2 separate regions of the Neogale vison genome follow, and region 1 is linked to region 2. The links are chromatin contacts, called in public Hi-C maps. All regions are on one chromosome and are shown on one strand. Each heading gives the region's core, a stretch centred on a gene start, on an enhancer-like site or on the middle of the called end of the contact. The rest is flanking DNA. Distances are from core to core; before and after follow the strand shown. Region 1 holds the start of KLF4 (Krueppel-like factor 4). Region 2 has its middle 120 kb from the start of KLF4.

Region 1 (3,234 bases), core at 536-3,035, 120 kb before region 2:
GGGGCTCACGTCGTTGATGTCCGCCAGGTTGAAGGGAGCTGTGGGAGGCGGCACAGACTCCCGGCCATAGAGGAGACCGCCGCCGCCAGTGCTGCCCGGCGCCACGCCCGGGTCCCCTCCGGGCCGGATCGGATAACTGAAGCTGCAGGTGGAGGGCGCGCTGGCAGGACCGCTGCTCGATGGGGAGGACGATGACGACGCTGACGCCGACGAGGACACGGTGGCGGCCACCGACTCCGGATGGGACAGCGAATTGGAGAGGATAAAGTCCAGGTCCAAGAGATCGTTGAACTCCTCCGTCTCCCTCCGAGGTAGGAGAGCAGGATTGGTGCCGCCACACGCCGCGCCGACTCCGCCGCTTTCCAGGTCGGTGGCCACGGTCGCCGCCGCCAGGTCGTAGGGGCGGCCGGGAAGCACCGGGGGAAGTCGCTTCATGTGGGAGAGCTCCTCCCGCCAGCGCTGCGGGTATAGGACGGGGGAGAGAAACCGTCGGTACTGCTCTCCTGCTGCCATACCACGTACCGGCGACCCTGCCCGCGCCTATACCGCCCAGGCACCGGGACCAGAAAGACACCAAGCGCCGGCAGGCTCCAGGTGCCAGAGCTGCGATCTCCGCCCATCCCCGGGCCGGAGAGAGGCGGTGCGTCGGTTTGGAGAATACGGTGTCTGCCCGATTGCGTGAGAGCAGGCGCCGCGGCTCGGCAGCTCCGGTGCTTCCCCAGCCATATCCCAGGGACGCTCCAGCCACCCCCTGGAATTGGGACACCGAAGAGCTCCCTATGCGCCCTCGCCACGGATACGCCTACGCGCAAAGCTCACTCGAGCCCAGCCAGTGTCCAGGGACCCAACCACCTCCCGCCCGGTGGCCCCCGCGCCAGCCTTGCAGCCTGCGAGTTACAAGACGTGTGCGGACCGGGTGTGCGCCCCCGGCGGCTCCCCAGCGTCCGGACCACACGCATGTACAACCGAGCCAAAGACACGGAAACCATCGTAAGACGACTGCGGGGCCACTCCTTCCCTCCGCCGGATGGATCTCGAAGACCCCTGGGCTCCGCCCGTCCCTACCCCACCCACATAAGGCCACTGGACGCTGCCGACCTCTCCGGACAGTACTCACGTTATTCGGGGCACCTGCTGGACGCAGTGTCTTCTCCCTTCCCGCGGGGCCGGACGCGAACGTGGAGAAGGACGGGAGCAGTGCGTCGCTGACAGCCATGTCAGACTCGCCAGGTGGCTGCCTGCGGGCCGGGCGGGGCAGAGGCAGGAGTCAGGGGGCCACTCTCGACCGCCGCTCGGACGCGTCCCACCGGACTTCACCACTCCCAACTCCGCGCCCCACGCTGCACCTACCTCATTAATGTGGGGGCCCAGAAGGTCCTCGGGAGTTCAAAGCAGTGGGGGTACCCAAACCCCAAAATTAGGAGGAAAAAAAAAAAACTTAGAAACCAAGCCAAAACCAAAAGCCCAAAATTGCCCGAAATCCTTCTTTGGATTAAATATAAACGGGAGATGCCTTTTTAAGAAAAGTTCCTTTGTACACGAGAGTTCTTAAAAGTTGTAAACTCGTAAAAACAGACGATGAGCAAAGCGCAAAGCGGTAAATAGGTCCGGTGGCCGAACTGCGCTCTCTTCAACTCAGCAGCGTCCTCCACCACTGTCGCGGTCGCCGCGGCTGTCGCCGTGGGCGCTGGGGCTGTGGCCGGGTTGGCGGGCGGGCGGCGCCGCCAGGTGAGACTGGCCGCAGCGGCGCGGATCTGCGGACTGGGCGGCGGCGCGGGGTGCGAAGTCCGGGGGGCTGCGCTGGGCGCGCGCGGCCATGGGCGCTGGCCGCGGGCGGGTGGGTGGGTGGGGGGCCGGAGGGGCGGGGAGGGGCACTTGGCGGCTCCCGGTGCCGCCGCCGCCCGCCACCGCCTCTGCTCCCCGCGCGCCCGCAGCCGCGCTCGCTGTCTCGGGCCGGGGAACTGCCGGCGGCCGCCGCGCGCTCCTTACTTAACTTCTCGGCTCCCGCCCTACCCCGCCTCCTACCCGCTGTACGCTGCGGCCCGCCGCCAGGCCCCGCCCCCTCCCTTTCTTCTCCCCTCCCTCCTACGGCCCCCCCGCGCGTTGCCATGGCAGCTAAATAAACAAACTCGGCGCACGTGGGGGCGGGGGGGAGGGAGGGGCGCGGGCGGGGCCCGGCCGAGCCGTGACGCCAGCCCGGCAGCTGGCGAGCAGGAGCCGCGCTGACGCCGGCGGTGGCGGCCCCGGCGGCGGCGGCTGTCCCGGTGCGGGGCGGTGCGTACTGGGCGCACGTCCGGTTGCTCTGCGACCTGGGCAGTCTGCGTCGCGGTGGTCCGCTCCGGGGGTTTGAAGCCCGTGGCGGAGGAGTCTGGTAGGGGTTGAGGGGTCGGTTCCGCTCCCCCACCCCCGCTCGGGTCCGTGCTTGCGGCGCACTCTGCGCGCGAGAGAAAAGCGCGATTATCCGCGTGACTCACTCAGCTTTCCGTCCCTCCCCTGCGCACGCAGCAGCCCGGCGCTGGTCTCGGATTGCCAGTGCGGGCTCTTGGCTTGGCTTCGCGGGTTTTTCGTAGGTTCTCCGGCCGGGTGGGATGGGGGTGGGAGGCAAGGAAAGGTGGGTGCCCAGCACTGTGACGGAACTGGGAGTCAGAAAAGGCCTGAAAGGGTGGAAAGAGGTTGGAGCGGGAAGCGGAGTTATTGCTTTGATATTTCGGGCAGCCAGAAAGGGAGTGAAAGGGCTTAACACTGATTGTGGGGTGGAGAAGGCATAGGGGCCGTGAGGCGCAGACACCTTTCAGCCCGAGGATCTCAAGGGCGCAAGCCCGCACCCTCCGTTCCACTTTATGGATGGGCAAACTGAGTCATAAAGAGGTGAAACGGCGAGGTAAAGGTCGGACGGGGAGTTCTCTCCCTTGGCTCAGGTTCCGAGCGGTCAAGCCCACCGAGAGGCACTTAGCTGGAAAGTGGCCACGTGCCAAGAAGTGGAGCGGTGCGGGGGGACCCCGGTTCCCGAAAAGGGCACAACGAGCTCGCGGCAGCCGTTCCTGCCCACCGGGAAGAGAAGAGGAAACGGCGATCGTTATTTCAGCCTTATAACTTTGCCTCCCCACCCCCACAGTCCCCTTAGTTTGTGATCAGTAATTTTCCAGCCGGGAAATGTTTTCGCCCTCATCTCTGCAAACTGACCCCCCCCCCCCCGAACGTGAGTGTGGTGTTCGGTATCGCCTGTTAAACGTA
Region 2 (3,271 bases), core at 754-3,253:
TACTCCCTAGACTGTGTTACTTTGGGCGGGTAACTCTCTGTGCTGTAGTTTGCCTCTATGCAAGGCAGTGGTATTGGTGATGCCTACCTCCGAGGGCTGGTACTGCTGTAAAGACTAAATGTCATCATGTTTCTATAATCCCTAAACGCGTGAGCAGTTCCTGTCACCTGGATGGGCCACTGAGTGTTGCCCCTCACTTTCCCACCACCCATTGTTCATTCTCTCTGACAGTTACGTGTTGAGCATTTTCCATGTCAGGCACTGTGCTGGGTGGGGATTTAGCCGTGACTATGCCAGACCCTGGGGTCTCCACATGGGTGGTTAAATTCCTGAATTTCTCTAAATGGAAGTCCTTTGCCTCTTCCAACCCAGAAAAATAGCTATTTGTTGTTATCTCTGTAATGCCAAAAAAATTAGGGGTGAGTGTTGATTCATTTTTCGTCAGCACATCTGGCTTTTAGGTGAAAAGCTCTGCCAGAAATTTTGAAATATCTTGTTACTCTAAACATCAGAAGGCTCGGAGATTTCCCATTATTAATTGGAAATAAAAACTTCTTTGTGGTCCAGAGCAAGGGCAAAATTGTGATTTCACAGGTCAGCAGAAAGCTCACCATCACTGTTTTTGCTTGGTATTAATTTTGAGGGAGTAGGAGGAACAGAAGGAAGGTGGTTTCCAGAATGATAAATCAACGTGGCCATGTAAATGCAGTCAAGGGAGGCAACTGATGTGGTGGAGAGAACATTGCTCAAGTGTGGGCTTGGGCAATCATTTCATCTTTGTGAGCCTCAGTTTCCCTGTATGTAAAACTAGACTAATAGAACTACAGTGTGGTGCAGTTTGAGGTTTAAGAGCGAGCAAGAAAATGGAAACCAGTTAGTACTGTCCAGGGTAAAGGGCCGTTCATCATGGTTTGTGTTCCTGAGACCAGGGATGTGCACTTACCCAGGGGACCGGGAGACTTCCTCCTTTTCTATGTTCTGGGTCCCTTCATAGGTCAGAGGTTGTGGCAGTGGTCAGGAGCTCCGAGGAAACCTGTAGGCGGCTGGGCAGCATGCTCCTTGGGAAATCTATATTCTCTCTGAAATTGCCAGATATTTGCGAGGATTTTCCCCCATTTTCTTTGATGAGCTAATTCTTGTTTCCAGTTTGCAGATCTTTGCAATGCGCAGTTAATTCCAGGGAATAAAGGGTATGGACAGGGGAGACTAGATTTGAGTGTGTGCTTGCCGCTATGTACAGTGGTGTGGAGACTGGGGGCCTTGCTGGTGGCAGCTTTTTGTGGTGGCATTTTGGTGTGTGCCTAACTCCCCGCCTGGCACCAGGCTCCGGGCCACCCTCCGTCTGCCGACACATAACTTCCTCCCCATCTCCAGCGAGGCAGGACGCAGAACCCAGGCCCGGCGGGCGCTCTGCAGCCAGGCCGCCGGCGACCAGCCTGGCCTGGCCCTCTGTGAGGCTCCGCAAGGCTCGGAGGGCCTGGGTGCTGGGCCCCGGGGCCCAAGGTCGCTGGTGCTGGCACTGGCCCCGGCCCCTGTGCGCTCGGGAGCGCGCCGCCAGCCGGCCTCGGGAACTGACCAGGCCGCGTGTGAGCGCCGGGATTCCTGCTCCGGCCTTAAATATGCCGGTTATTTTTATCTCCCTACGTCAGGCGGCGAAGGCCATCCCACCAGTGGCCGCGGCGGCTGCTACACAATGTTTCCCTTTAGTCGGGAGGGGAAATGGAGGGAGGCCAGACTTCCTGATCACATGGTGCTGAAGTCAATGAAAAAAAATTAAGGGGGACCCCTCCCTTTTTCTGCGATGCCCGATCCAGGCCCCCCACCCGCTCCCCCCACCCAGCCCCGTTGGGCTCCGTGCGTCGGGAGCAGCACAGGCTCCAGGCCGAGGGCCAGCGAGGCAGGAGAGAGAAAACATAAACATGAGATTGTTGCAGTAATTGGTGGCTCCGAAAACACTGAGGAAATGAGAGGCTTGTACGAAACATCAGCCGACAAGAAACGGGGTGATGTCAGACAGCCTTCCAGGATTAGAAACCCTTAAAAGCTCCGAGCCCGCGGCCGCTTGCGGAAAGGCACTCGGCTCTCTCTGGGTAGGAAGCCGGATTTCGCCGGACTCCAGGCTGGCGCTTGCCTGGCCGGTGCTGGCTGTCCCCTCTTCCTCTCCCTGTCTCTGACTCCCCTCCTCCCCTTGTCCTTCCTTCTTATTCTTCTTCCTTCTCTTTCTCTTTTTCTCTTTTATATCCTCTCCCTTCTCTATTAGAAAGAAAAAGAGAGTCCATATCAAATGACTTGCATTTCTAACATACCTGGTCCTTTTAAATCTTTCCCTTACTTTGAAACACGAAACTGGACTCAACGCCTCACACCCCCCACAGGGGCAAATGACACTGGTTGTCCCCTGCCCTCCGAGTTTGCTCTTTGTCTTCTCAGTTCTCGCCTGGACGCCCTTTTCTGGGTTAGCCCTATACGCGGCAATAAGGCACAAACATGTGCAAAGGTTGGGAATACACAGGCGCATTTATTAAGGACAAATTCACCAAGAAAATGGGATTAAATCCTTGCAAAAATCTGGCAGTTTCGGAGCAGAATGTAGATTCCCCAGTAGATTGTCACTCAGCCACCCAGTGAATAACCCATTGCTGGGACCTCACTTTCTTTTCATGGGATGATAGGCATTAAGAAGAAGAAAGACACACACAGCGTGTGCACACACACACAAACACATGCACACATGCCACCCACCCTCCCCTTACTCTCCCCTGTGCTTTCCCAGTCCCAGGGCAGCGTAGCTAAAGCCAGTGAACAGGGTCTCTTGCCAGGTCCACTTGGAACCTTCCTGTGTCTTGAAGTTGGAGGCCAAGTCTCATCTGTTCAGTAACACTAAAGGTGCAGCCTCTATGGCTTTCTCTTCTGGTGTTTGCCAGGATTAATGAGGTGATGTTTGGAAAGAGCTTGAGCCCCTACAACCAAAGGCACCCATGACACCTTTTCAAAGAATGATTTATGTCCAGCTTTACCCAAATAGGAACCAAAAGAGAGTTCTCCATTTTCTCATCTTTAGAGCAGATGAATTCAACACCTGGGTCCTTGGTTTGGGGCATTTCAGAAGCTTTAGAATCTGCCTTATTAATTGCTCTGTCACCCTATACCATGAGGGCCAGTCCCTTCCTACCCGGCTTCCTGAGATGCAGAAAAAAGTGTCACATCAAGGTCAAGTCTGTACACCTTTGGAGGAATGGGACTGCTTCCAGAGACTTGGGTTCTCCTTACC

What was found. Hi-C and Micro-C count contacts between places; a contact is called where the count stands out from the background.
Region 1: a contact with region 2 is called in a Hi-C map of fibroblasts, with 3 times the contacts expected there. The contact joins the promoter of KLF4 here to the enhancer-like site in region 2. A contact is called at or near these places in 2 of 3 Hi-C or Micro-C datasets (fibroblasts and muscle).

Annotation. Positions count from the first base shown.
Region 1 is chr9:24,831,175-24,834,408 of ASM_NN_V1, reverse strand. It overlaps KLF4 (Krueppel-like factor 4), which reads right to left and starts at 1,785. Exons shown (of 4, transcript XM_044265192.1): 1 at 1,351-1,785; 2 at 1,118-1,238; 3 at 1-459. The coding sequence starts at 1,355.
Region 2 is chr9:24,709,148-24,712,418 of ASM_NN_V1, reverse strand. No RefSeq gene overlaps it. Among named protein-coding and RNA genes, the nearest start is that of KLF4, 120 kb to the left of the region's middle. Within about 2 kb of position 2,003, the one cell type or tissue checked has open chromatin away from gene starts, as enhancers often do. A contact at or near this core is called in fibroblasts, where this site is marked.